4 separate regions of the Mus musculus genome follow, and all the other regions are linked to region 3. A link is a contact called in public Hi-C and HiChIP or PLAC-seq data. All regions are on one chromosome and are shown on one strand. Each heading gives the region's core, a stretch centred on a gene start, on an enhancer-like site or on the middle of the called end of the contact. The rest is flanking DNA. Distances are from core to core; before and after follow the strand shown.

Evidence for each region. Hi-C and Micro-C count contacts between places; a contact is called where the count stands out from the background. HiChIP or PLAC-seq counts read pairs in DNA pulled down with a chosen protein or histone mark.
Region 1: a contact with region 3 is called in a GR HiChIP or PLAC-seq map of the 3134 cell line, with 11 times the contacts expected there. The contact joins two enhancer-like sites. A contact is called at or near these places in 7 of 484 Hi-C or Micro-C datasets (8-cell embryo, the G1E-ER4 cell line, cumulus cells and 3 more), 5 of 115 datasets of contacts at active chromatin or transcription factors (the 3134 cell line and embryonic stem cells) and 1 of 9 other capture datasets (embryonic stem cells).
Region 2: a Hi-C map of uterus shows a contact between it and region 3, with 4 times the contacts expected there. The contact joins the promoter of 4930538L07Rik here to the enhancer-like site in region 3. A contact is called at or near these places in 2 of 15 datasets of contacts at CTCF or cohesin (the NIH/3T3 cell line and stem cell-derived epiblast-like cells), 38 of 484 Hi-C or Micro-C datasets (8-cell embryo, the C2C12 cell line, the G1E-ER4 cell line and 20 more), 10 of 115 datasets of contacts at active chromatin or transcription factors (T-cell acute lymphoblastic leukemia, acute myeloid leukemia, bone marrow-derived dendritic cells and 3 more) and 2 of 9 other capture datasets (adipose tissue and embryonic stem cells).
Region 4: a Hi-C map of the C2C12 cell line shows a contact between it and region 3, with 2.3 times the contacts expected there. The contact joins two enhancer-like sites. A contact is called at or near these places in 3 of 484 Hi-C or Micro-C datasets (the C2C12 cell line and nephron progenitors) and 1 of 115 datasets of contacts at active chromatin or transcription factors (fibro-adipogenic progenitors).

Annotation. Positions count from the first base shown.
Region 1 is chr14:47,774,669-47,777,717 of GRCm38.p6, forward strand. No RefSeq gene overlaps it. Among named protein-coding and RNA genes, the nearest start is that of 4930538L07Rik, 19 kb to the left of the region's middle. Within about 2 kb of position 1,778, at least 30 of the 459 cell types and tissues checked have an H3K27ac peak or open chromatin away from gene starts, as enhancers often do.
Region 2 is chr14:47,756,243-47,759,637 of GRCm38.p6, forward strand. It overlaps 4930538L07Rik (RIKEN cDNA 4930538L07 gene), which reads right to left and starts at 1,256. Exons shown (of 2, transcript NR_166788.1): 1 at 1,062-1,256; 2 at 802-945.
Region 3 is chr14:47,862,198-47,865,265 of GRCm38.p6, forward strand. No RefSeq gene overlaps it. Among named protein-coding and RNA genes, the nearest start is that of 4930447J18Rik, 35 kb to the right of the region's middle. Within about 2 kb of position 1,749, at least 83 of the 459 cell types and tissues checked have an H3K27ac peak or open chromatin away from gene starts, as enhancers often do. A contact at or near this core is called in the C2C12 cell line, the G1E-ER4 cell line, the HL-1 cell line and 9 more, where this site is marked.
Region 4 is chr14:47,985,434-47,988,678 of GRCm38.p6, forward strand. No RefSeq gene overlaps it. Among named protein-coding and RNA genes, the nearest start is that of 4930447J18Rik, 88 kb to the left of the region's middle. Within about 2 kb of position 1,293, at least 45 of the 459 cell types and tissues checked have an H3K27ac peak or open chromatin away from gene starts, as enhancers often do. A contact at or near this core is called in the C2C12 cell line and fibro-adipogenic progenitors, where this site is marked.

The DNA of each region.
Region 1 (3,049 bases), core at 528-3,027, 88 kb before region 3:
ACTCTTTAGGCTGTGGGTTGCTTAGGCTGTTCATCGGCTTCCAGCTCCAGCTCAGCTATAAATTAGCTGTGATCTCGTAAGCCCAAAGGCAAAGCTTGCCATGGCTTTTTGCATCGCATTCTTCTGCGTGGGCTATTTTCTCTTGAGGCCGCAGGATGAATCTGCTTCCACAGAGAAGGCAATGGCTCCCTTAAAGTGTTGATTAACTGCATACATGAGGTTGCTCTTCCCCCCCCCCCCCAAACATTAAAAAAATATCCATACATACCGTACTCCAGGAGCTGCCTGAAAAGCGCAGGTGAAACACATCAACACAGCCATCTCCAGGATTCGGGAGCTGGCAGGTTAAACGAACATTTGTAATTCATGATAAGTGGACGGCAGTCACATTTGTGCAGCGTGCTCAGTGCTCAGAGAGGGTCTCAACCTTCAGCTCCACCTGGGGGAGGTGCTGTCTGGAAGAGCTGCCCAAAGAAGAGTCCCGAGCTGAGTCCTGACAATAAATAAGATTTTTCTGAGTGCAGAGCGGGGAGGCTGGGAACATCCTGCAAGTGTAATTTGTTGTTCAGTGAGAGTCCTTCGCAGGCTAAAGATGATCTATTAGAAGGGAGAAGGATAACACCATGAGTTCTTTCTTTTGTGATGTAAAAATAAACAGCACTAATATTTAGTGTGTGACTCACATTCGGATACGTATCGTTTATCAGCAAGATGACTTGCAACTTATGACAGCTTGACGTGGGGCATTTGAATTTCTAAAGGTACAGAAGCCATACACAATCTGATAGTCTCTCAGGCTGGTGGTAGATGGTGGCATGGTCTCTAACAGCACTGGGCAAAAGGCAGTGAGGAGCAGTTCTGGGTCAGGCACTGCATTACAAGGGAGACACAGAAGTTAAGAGAGTCAGCAGGCTAGGTGTATGGAACGGCAGGATATTTTCAACTTAAAGTGAATTCATAGGCGTGAAACCCTACCATAGGCCAAGAAACATCCATGCCTTGGCAGGCTGCATGCTCAACAGTGCTTGACTAAAGAGCTGCTACAGTCAACCACACTTGGAACCACTGATGCAAAACTTAGAGGTTCAATTTCTGGCTCCCACCTCAGGCTTTGACAGTGTCAAGAATAGTATGTGTGTATGTGTGTGTGATGTGTGTGTGTGTGTGGTGTATGTGAGTGTGTGCATAAGTGTGTGTAAGTGTGAGTGTGTGTATGTGTGTGAGTGTGTGGTGGGTGTGTGAGTTTGTATGTATGTATGTATGCGTGTGTGAGTGTGTGTGTTTCAGTATGTGTGTATATGTGTGTGTGTGTGTGAGTGCTTGTATGTATGAGTGTATGTATGGTGTGTGTGAGTGTGTGTATGTGTGTGTGTGTGTGTGTGTAAGTGTGTGTAAATGTGTGAGTGTGTGTATGTGTGTGAGTGTGTATGTATGTATGCATGAGTGTGTGTGTTTGAGTATGTGTGTATATGTGTGTGTGGTGTGTGTGTACATGCTAGTGTGAATGTGGAGGCCAGACGCTGATGTTAGTCATCTCCTTTTATTTTTCCATGTCGTTTTTCTTAAACAAACAAACAAACAAACAAACAAACCCCCTTTAATTGTTCTTTTTTGAATTTTACATCATGCACCCCAATCCTACTCATATCCACCATGTACCCTTGGGACCTCTCCACCAAGAGATAAAAAAGAAGTCTCAGTGTGGAAGCTGTAATGCATCACTGTGTGTCATACAGTGTACCATTTGTCCACACCCCTTTACTTGCGAATGTTCATTGCAGTGAGTCATTGGTCTGGTTCCAGGCCTCTGGCTTCTTCCACACCATCAATACTGGATCCTCACTGGGACTCCTCCCTGATAGCCTGTTGATCCTGTGCTTGGGATCTGCAGGACCAGTGCCTTCGTGCACTCCAGCAGTTCATAGATGAGGTAGATGTTGGGCCAATTCAAACCCCGGATCTGGGCCTGGGTGGTAACTGAGCTGGACAGCATGCCAACTCTCTGACACCCAGACCTCCAGGGTGAGCTCTCCAGGACTGCCCTGGCTTATCCAATGCTGTAACTGGCAAGAAGCAAAACCAGCTCTCCCATTCTCATGACCTTGGGACCAACTCTCCCCTCTGTCACAGTTGGTGAGGGAATCAAGTGGTGGAGCCAGCCCTCCCGTGCTCATGCCCTCTGGCCGGCTCACCCTGCAACCAGGATCAGCTCTACTTTGTTTCCTGAGTGAGGGACGGGCCAGCTCTCCTTCTCTTCCAAGGAGTGAGGCCAGCTCTGCACAACCCTCAAATATCAAATGGCTCCAGGCAGCAGCTCAGAACAGGGGCATCTGCCTGACATTTTTTGGATCACAGAACCCTGCTGCTGCAGGGTTATGGACCACATATGAACCTTGGGGGCAGCACTGGGCAGGACCTCACCATGGCTTTAGGTGGTATCCCGGGCTACCCACATCAGGCTGTTCCTCACTACCCTCAAGTCTCCAGTTCCCCCTCTCCTCACTGTGCCCACATCCTTCTGTTTCTCCTCCTCTCCCATCTCTCCTGTACTCACTTGCTCTTCTTAGCGCCACCTGGGGCCTCTGGGTGTAGAGTTGTCTCAGGAGTGCAGTACCGGAGACCAGTGGGACCCAGGCACCCAGCAACTCCACCCGACCCGTGGCATGGATTTCTTCCAGTCTAAGCTGGAGCCCTGAGCAGACCTTGGGAGTGAACTCCACAGCCAGTCCCAAAACACCCAGAGGAAGCTCCACTTCCAGGCACTCTAACACTTCCAGGATCATAGGATCAGAGGTGCCCCAAGCAGACCTTGGGCACTAACCCTGCAGCCAGTCGCACAACACCCAGAAGAAGCACCACTCCCAGGTGCTCTAACACACCCAAGACCACAGGATCCCAGGATCCCAGGAGCTTGGTCACACCAGGATCTCAGGGTCCCAGAGGCAGCTTGATTCCCAGGAGTTCTGACACAGGATCACAGGAAGGACAGGCTCCAGTCAGATATAGCGAGGGCAGGTAGCACTAGAGATAACCAGATGGTGGGAGGCAA
Region 2 (3,395 bases), core at 6-2,505, 110 kb before region 3:
TCTGCATGGGGCTTTAATATCAGTATCTTCACAGTAAGATTGTATGGGATAGAGAATCCAGCAGCAGACAACCATAATGATACCTAGCTACAACCTTTCGTCCAGTGCTTACCCAGTGCTGGTTTGGTAGCCTCACTTCTCCTTCATCTGCACACTGGAAGGCGTGCTCTCAGTCTTCACAGGGCATCGTGTCAACAAGATCCAAATCCCTTTGGGCGGGCGAGCTTTGTGTTTTTCCATCCTAATATGCTAAATGGTGACTCAGTCCCCCGGGGATCTCAAATCCCTGCCGTGAATTAGTGTATTAGACAATTATGGCCATAACTTTCCATTCTAATCACTCTGGATGCGTTCCTTTGCTCTAATGTGACTGCCAAGTTCCTGCAAGATCCTTCACAGATGAGTTCCAGGCAGCTGAGTATTTTTGTCAACAGGCAGAAATAAAAATCGGAACTTGGAGCCTACCTACCGGGTTAGGGGACCGCCAAGAGTGAGACATCTCATGACACTGCCCCTCCTTAGCTAGTTGGTTAGCCATCTACTGACCTCTGGCTGTGGAGACATCTCATAGTGAAAAGCCATGGGGTTACTAGAGGCATATATTTTGGATCCCTTTCAATTGGCTTGTGAACAACCATGACATAACCTAAGATTTTATGAGCTCATGAATCTTGAAAACCCAATGCATGCTTTTGGAGTTTAGAAAATGTCCCTAAGTTCTTCTGCAGATGTTATAGTGAAAACATGAAGAAGAGCCATCTGTAACAAAGGTCTGGAGTCTGCACTCCAGGTCTCTGCAAGTGTATGAAAGAAGTGGCTTTATTTGAGGAAGGAAGAGTCCATGACTTTAGTCTCCTTAGGCTTGGTTGGAACAGGTCTTCAATGTTCAGAGAAAGATGGAAAAGGTCTTTGATCAGAGCAAGTGACCCACAGTACCCAATTCACCTGAAAAACAAATCTCAAGCAGTCAGTTTGGCCATCAGAGGAGTTCTGTGGGAACCAGGCCCTCTGAAGAGAGCTTGGGGCATCTCCTGAAGCAATTGCCTCTGAGAAGAACTTACTAGAACAGCAGGAAGTAAATGGGGTGAAATCCCAGCATGTCTGAGATTTAAACCCCAGTTTCTACATGGAAAAGCTTCTCAGAAGCAGGCTGAGCTCTAAGGCCCCACTGCCCAAGCCCTGGGTCTCTTTCTTCATCCTCTGCTAACTCTAATGCCAATCTCTTCTCTGGGTTGTTTGGCTACCTACCCTTGTCTGGTCTCTAAAGGATACAGAATAGATTTAGAGCCTTGTGGACAGAACAGTCCCCATGCAGGGGCTTCTAGAATCAAAAGACTCTTAGGTTCCAGAGTCTAGATTCTTCTGGAAGAAGAATCCCCTTCCTCCATCTGGAGTACCACTTCTTTGCACAATGGATGAACATAAGAAAGCCACATCTTTATTTCTAGGGACAACCAAGGCTATAGCACACTGATGCAATGGAATCGAAGACTTTTTATTAAAGGGTTCTTTGGGGACCACAGACTTGTAAACAGAGACATGTCTTCAACATTTTCTTGGTCGTATCTTTGGTGCCAGGGTGTCTGCCTGCTGTTTTGTCGGGAGCTGCGTCCAGAATTAACTACAGATTACTCAGCCGGGTCTGGTTTCTCTGTCTTGGTAGACAGCAGGACTATGGGTTGATGGTCCCCACAGGCCTTCTAAATGCAGACACAGCATCTCCTCAGCCCCTGTCTCCAGCTTTGCTCTACTCTGTATGCACTTTTAATAGCTGGGCCAGGCCATTCCTTCAGAGGAGCTTGGGTAAGTCCCAGAAAGCAAGGAACAAAACAGCATTTTTTAAGTCTCCCAATTTTGATGTTTTCCTAGTGTGTATGTTCTCTTTTCTCCCTGACTTCTTTCCAGTATTTCTATTCTTTTCAGGTGGGTTAATGACGAAGGGCTCTGTTAGGCTGTCAAGGCGCCCAGGAGAGGATGCTCACAGGAATACTAAGGATCAGTGCTGAGAAGGGAAAGTTCTTCACAAAGGATGCTTGAGACATTTCTGTCCGCGAGCTGCTTCTCTGTAGATTCCTCCAACTCTCGGGCATCTCCTGGAACAGTGGTTGTTAAACAAGTTAAGAATCTTTAGGCTGGTCTGTGATGGTTCACACCTCTGATCCCAGCACTCCGGAGGCAGGGGGAGGTGGGTTTCTGAGTTTAAGGCCAGCCCGGTCTACAGAAAGAGTTCCAGGAAAGCCAGAGCGACAACAGAGACCTCATCTCAAAAACAAACAAAAACAAGTAAAATAAGAATCTGACCTCCTCAGGTGGAAGGACCACAGCGCTGTTCAACAGAGAAATTAGAGGAATGGGGGCGGTGCCTGCCCTGCATCCTTTTGACCTTTTCCCTTACCTTTCTTCTCTTGGGATTGCTCTGTATGTCCTGCCACAGCATCTGACATCTGGAGGACAGAGAAAAGCTATGGCAATAGCTGGCAATGTGGAAGCCGTTGTCCAGATCATGATGCTGTTAAAGACTGGGTAAAGATCTCTGGTTTCACAAAAGCATTCGGGGGTGTCACCAACGCCATTCGGTACTCAGAACTAGTTACACCCTAGAAGAGAGTGACAAGTTAGGTTCTATAATGGGCATGTAGAAATGTGTACATTAGTGAGAAGGAGTACCCACCGCCACCACAGCCGCTGCGTAGGGCTCAGCGAACCACAGAATCACAAAGACAACTTCTTGGGGTTCAAACAGAAACGTTTCTTCCATCGCTTTTGAACCAAAGATCTTTAACAGTCAAAAGCCATAGGACCTCCATGGTGTCTCCTTGTTTCTCTGGTACAGGGAACGCCGTAAAGGGTGTTGATAGCAAAGTGGTAACTTTTATGATTTATCTAACTGTTTTAGGGCTTATGAGTTTAGAGATGCCCCTGGGAATTCTCCATACTCCTGAGGTTTCAATCCACAGTCCCAGGGTGTCCGTCCACACCCTGCTCACCAAGCATGCCGGTTGCTGCTTTCTTTACAAGGGTAGCTATGGAGACGAAGGCACCAGGTGTGTCCCATGAAGTTGTTGAGTGGCAGGCTTGTGTGGATTCTAACAGCCCTGGGCTACAGCTTGTCTCTTAGATGCTAGCGTACAAGAAGCTTCCACTCGAGTGTGTCACAGTGACAGGGGCTGGGCCCTTTAAAAAGAGGGGTTCAGTGCAAGACATGTGGGCGATGGGGTACCAGGCAGGCACTGAGTCGGTCCCACAAGCTCTTGAGCCTCTATAAAGGAGCAACACTGCCCCCTTAGAATCTCTGGCTTCCCTTCTCAGAGTGGCCTCCCTTATTTTATACCCACCCCACCGTGATGCCATCTGCCATGATATTGTGTGGCTCTTTACCAGAGGCTGGATGGACT
Region 3 (3,068 bases), core at 499-2,998:
TGCCTGTTTGCTGCCATGTTCCTTACCATGACGGTCATGGATTAACCCTCTCAAAGCTGTAAGCAAGCCCCCAGTTAAATGCTTCCTTTTATAAGTTGTCTTGGTTGTGGTGCTTTGTCACAACAGTAGAAAAGTAACTAAGACAGGAAGGACACTGACAGAGGTTGTCAGCATGTCTGTCCGCCACTGGTCTTAATCGTGCGTATCCCACACTACAAGTGAAACCTAAAAGATCGGGGCTCACAAACTCTGAAACCCGCTTATCATGGAAAGCAACGTGAGTCCTACAGCTAAGCATTCAGGAAACGGGGAGACATCACGTCTGCGGCTGAGATCCAGCTGGGAGGGGTGAGGCAGGGCAGGGAATTAGGACAGTGGATATTTCAGTCACTCATATTGGTGACTTTGGCTATTTGAATTAATAGAGACCTTTTGTTGGGTCAGGTACTTGCTCTGCATTTGCAGACAGGCAATAAAAACCTGGCTTTCCTCTTCTTAGGGCTTGAGTTAGGAAGGGAAGGGTATCTTAGCTTTTTACACATTCCAGTCTCATGCCCCAGGGAGATGGCATCAGTTTTGGAGAGCTGATAACGTCTTGTCAGAATTCAAGAGCCACTAAAATGATGTAATACAAACATTAAAAACAAAAACAAAAACAAAGGCCAGAGAAACCAATTTATGTGTTGTGCATTTCTGACCATACTTTTTAAGTACAGAAGAAAAATGATAAATATTATTAAAATATCATACAGTTCCAGAGGGAGCCCAGAACCTCTTAGACAGTACATTTATGTTATGCTATAAAACATCTCTCTAATTTTGGCAGTGGATTTTTTGAAATAGTTTTTGGAGTTTACAGGAAAAAAATGTTTTGTGCAACGTGAATTCCTTATCTCATCTGAACCGGGACCTGCTGCACAGTGAGGCTTGTCACATTTACTGCATCTCACATGTATGCCAGGGGCAACCAGGCTGTTGCTTAACGAGGATGTATAATAGCTAATCGCATTTTGGGCCGTTGGTTTGTCACTGTGATGGTGCCAAGTAATGGCTTTAAAAGTGAAGCAATGAGGCCAATTCTGACTCACTCATGAGCCTGCAAACCACAAAGCAGCCTGTTTCCCTGTAAACCACAAAACAGCATGTTCCCAAAGACTCTGGCTCACAGCATACTAGACCCTGTCCACTGCTAGATTCATTTAAAGTCTGTGTCTGGAATATATTAGGGACTTTTTTTTTAATGTCATTCATCTATTGTTGTAATTCTCAGGTAATACCCACTCTTTCCCACACTTAGCTCCTAGCACCTGCAAAGACGGAGCCTGCCCGTGAGGAAAGCAACATTTAACCGCCCTAATTAGTGGCTTCAGATGGAAGCATCTCCAAGGTGCTGGGATTCTGAGATTTACACCCCGCTCCTTTGAGACACTCTGCAAGCTGGTGTATAATTTGTAAGCACATAAAGAAAGAGAATGCTCAGAATATAGTATCCAGGGTCCACCTATTTCTATTTGTATTTATTAAGTTCTTTGTAAATCTCAATTTAGCTGATGTCTTCTGACTCAAAATGCAGCTCTTGGTGAAGGAGTTGGTGTGAGGCTGTGCAAGGAGAGTCACAGCAGCATCATTATCAGACTATAAATATTACAAAATAGAACAGACTGGAAAATGGAGGGAAAACGAAACGTGGACCAGAATCTGTGACTCAGCAAATTCTCTCATGCACGATATATTGCAAGAAGCACTGTTCAATCCTCGCTCTGCACACACTTCCCTCTTCGTTTCTTCGTTTTTGTCAGTAATGAAATGTGTGGAGTGTGTGTGTTTGTGGGTACAGTTTCACTCTTCAATGCTTTATCTACTAGAAGTCTCCTTGAGGTTGTCATAATATGTGACAATTATATTTCATTTTTCAAGATCAAAAAAGTACATGGAAAGGCTGGTGGCCCACTGAAAATCGTTCTCTCTGGAGGGTATCCGGTGGCTGCCTACCTGTAACAGTGGCTTTCTCACCTGGGTCCAAGCCCTTGGTTTTGAGATGAGTGTTCATGTTGGCAGATCTCTCCAGTTCCCACTTGCCTTCTCCCCTAAGCTTGGTTTTTCTGTATTTTTTTTCCTCCAAATACTATTTTGTTACAACATGTGGGGTTTTTTGGGGGGTGGGGGGAGTATCTTGGGTTTGGTTTCAGTCCAGACACTCAGATTCCTGTTGGCACCATATTCTAAACCTGTGAGCCATTCTGTACCACCTTGGCATCCCTCTGAGGCTCAAGGCACCCTGGCTTCGTCATGGAGGAAACTTTGGTGCAAAATGACACTGAGGTGACATTTATAAGTTTCTCTAGGACATTACAATGTTAGTGATGAACTACAATGTAAAAGTTCCTTGTAGATCTGTCCTATTGCTGCACCAAGGAAAGGATCTAAGCTTTTCAACCCGATTCATGGCTTTGAATTTTGCTACCCCGGAAGCTTAGAAAGTATAAGCATGCAGTCAAAAGTGACAGGTTTGCATTCTTCATGCTTTAAGTCCAGGCCTGGCTTTGGAAATCTGAGGCTCTGGACCCTTGATGCCATCATAGTTTCTTAGATTTATACGATGTGAGTTTCCGTCACTCTTTCCTTCAGTTTTAGGATGTTTTACATTTGAGAATCTCAGCTGCTATCATTATTTGACAGTGTTCCTTATCATGGCTGTAGTGACAACTGGGAAGGTGGCCCTCTGCCCAGTGACTCTTTCTGCTGATATTTGGAAAATAGTTGCTTCGCATTGTGGTGAAATAGAAACTTACAGATTCTTTAGAAAGTCAGTTGTGTCAGATGGTGTTTTGCTGGGGCAGACTCGGAAAGGAGTGTTTTCCTGAAGTGGACACAGGTGAAAAAGACACATGATAAAAGATTCTTCACTAATGACGACACACATATGTTAGTTCACCTTACATTATGTAACTAAGCCCAGTTTGCCATGACCCCATTAAAACAAAAGAAAACAAAACAACAACAACAACAACAACAACAACAACAACAAAAAGCCAAAAAACTTGTGATGCTGTTCTGGTGACTCCTTG
Region 4 (3,245 bases), core at 43-2,542, 120 kb after region 3:
TATGAGGAGGAAATTGTCTGGGGAGTAAAGGACAGACTCTAATTGTCCAAAGCACAGTAGTGTTTGTGGTTGTCACTCAGTCCAGGGAGTCTTGGCTCTGGGAGGAAGAAGCAGGATATAACCAACTCTTTGGGCTGAGAATGAGCACAGGATCCCCCGAGAGCTGTACTACGTGTGTGTGGCGGGGAGTGTGGAGGCGGAGCAGGAGGTTTGTCCTCTAATTGTGAGGATCCAAGCTGTTTCCCCATCACCCTTTACCTAGCTCAAGATTCCTTTCCTGGCTTGGCTGGCTTAGGGTTTTACTGCTGTGAACAGACACCATGACCAAAGCAACTCTTATAAAGGAAAACATTTGATTGAGGCTGGCTCACAGGTTCAGAGGTTCAGTTCATTATCATCATGGTGGGAACATGGCAGAGTCCAGGTAGGCATGGTGCAGGAAGAGCTGAGTTCTACATCTTCATCAGAAGACTGCTAGCAGATATTGACTTCCAGGCAGCTAGGAGGAGGGCATTAAAGCCCACGTCCACAGTGACACACCTACTCCAACAAAGCCACACCTCCTAATAGTGCCACTCCCTGGGCTAAGCATATACAAACTGTCACAGCTGCCATATTTCCTGAGTTTGCAGGGCATAGTTGTCCTTTGCTGTCCCAAGCAGTGAGAGGGAGGGAGGGAGGGAGGGAGGGAGGGCGAGAGCGCACGAGAGAGAGAGAGAGAGAGAGAGAGAGAGAGAGAGAGAGAGAGAGAGAGAGAGAGAGAGAGAGAGAGGGAGAGTCTCCGACTCCCACTTCTCATGGATACTAAAACATAAGGATGCTCCTCGTGCCTTGTATAAAATGGTGTCATAGCTACATATAAATTACGTGTATCTCTTAAAATACTTCAATCATCTCCAGATGATTTATAATGCCTGATATGAAATAAATATTCTATAAGCAGATGGTGTCCTATAATGGTTAAGGACTAATGACTAGGGAAAAGTCATACATGTTCAATTCATATATGCTCCCACCACCGGGATTTTCAATACAAAGCTGTTGAAGGGGGTGCCCAGGTGTGGTTCTGGTGAACATCAACAGGCTGGCTGTGCTCTGATTTTAGAGTTTTCAGCATGCAGTTTACAAAGAGGACCAGTTACAGTTCTCAGCATTTGGAGAGGAGCCCTGGAGCCCCCTGCCAGAGTTCTAAGGGGCGGGGAGGAGCTCTGAATTACTGTTAGCTATCCCTGACACAGGATTGCAAGGTCTTCAAAGGCGGAGTTACACCCCAGGGATCAGAGTGGTTTCAAATTCTGCTTCCCCACCCAGTGACAGAGCCATGCTGCTATTCTTTTTCATGGTCCTGTGACCCACCCAGCCACTGTGTAATCAATGTTTCCAGTCTTTTCCAAAATAAACATGTCCACGGTCATTTGCAATCAGGGAAATGAAAGTTTTCCATCTCTCTGTGGAAGCACCACTTAGTTTTGAAAACAAAGAATTTAGCAAAGGAATTTAATCTCTGGTTACTTTGTAATACATCTGTGGCACTAGACCCTAAGAGATCAGTTCTTTTCTCATCTTCTTTTAGGTTCAGTTAAATTCGTCACTGCCTGGCCCCCCACTCATTTCTGCTTTGTTCAGAATTATCAAACAGAATGGCTAGAGAGTAGGACCGTAACTGTATCCCATTTCAGGATTAAGCAATGAGGAAACGGGAGCCAAGACTGGAAATGAAAACGTCCTTGCAAATGATCAAGTGAAGATAGGACTTAAAACCCACAGCTGCCATTGTGCCAGGGAATTGTCTGCCCTCTTTGAACGAACTGCTGAGGGCTGCTTTGCATTTATATCAGGTTTTAAAGATAATAAATGCCATTCTTCCTGTTCAAATGAAATGTAATTTCACAACTGCTTTGAAGATAGCCCCTCTTTCTTTGTATCTGTGGAAACGAACAACCTCTTGCCCCGACACATCCCCAGCATCATACCTGTTTAGTATAAAAAGGGTTTGTTTGCTCTGGCTGACTAGTGATTTTATTTTAGAAAGAAATGACTGATTAAGAGTGGCGCAGACACCAGGATCAAAGCTTGCTCTTCGTACAATATGCTGGGGTGTCAGAGGCAGCCAAGCTGGTTATGTATCCACTGGGCTAAATTAGTGTCATTATCACCTCAGTAAAGCTTAGATATTAGTGTGTGCTGTGCTAAAGAACCCAATTACAGTATCTGCTGGACGACGTATTAAATGACACCATTTAATTAAAGCCTAATCTCTCTCTCTCTCTGGATGAGCAATATTTTCAGTTATTAAACATTCTTTCATTCAATTACTGCAAATCTCTGACCATTTTGGAGAGCAGGAAAGAAACTCATCTGGCACCCAGATGTCCCAGGAGAATAACCACTGTTTTGTGTTGTGTTTAGGACTTGGCGCCCAGTCACAGTCACCCAGGACAGACTGCACAGTTTGAAAATTCTGCAGATTTGCTTCTCAGGTTTTCGAGCAGCAGAGGGCCCTGTCTGCGACTCTCACTGGTTTTCTTCAAGGACTGAGGCATAATAGAGACCTCCAAAACACATTCAAAGGAATAAAGCCATTAAAGAAATACAGTTCCCATGCCAGGGGCTGAGCCCTGTGACTGATGTGGCAGTCATTCGTTTTGAATGAATGTCTCATCCTAGAACGCAAGAATTGAAATGAACTTCGACAGTGAACTCTAGAGATAATCTGTAATAGAAGGAATTTTGTACTTGTTAGAAGGAGAAATGAACTAGATAAAACTCGGGGGTACTATAAAAGAATCCCCATCCTCTGCAGTCCCTCAATCTTGCCATGGAGAAACCGGGGACACACATCTAGCTGTCAACAGTGGCTGCTAGCCAAACACCAATGGCACTTGGTATGTGGGGTGAAGGTGTTTGTCGGTCTTTCAGGCCAGCAATAAGATCCCATGGAGAGAAGAACAGGATGTAGCTTGTGTATTACAGATGGGGGGGGGGGCAGCAAGCTTCAACCCTAGGACTGAGAGCCAAGCTTTGCTCAGAGCCCAGGTTCTACCAATTTGTCTCAGCTCCCTAAAACCATAAGTTTGATGTTTGAAGCTGCTGGTTAAAATCCATGTTGCTCTATTTCTTCTGGCCAGTTCTTGTTAATGGAGGCTTGCTTGGAACTAGGTTCAGGTCTGAGAAAGGTAATAGTCAGCTTTGTCCATAAACGTGACTGTAGTGCAGGCTGGAGGTCCTGTGTCCATGGATGCCCT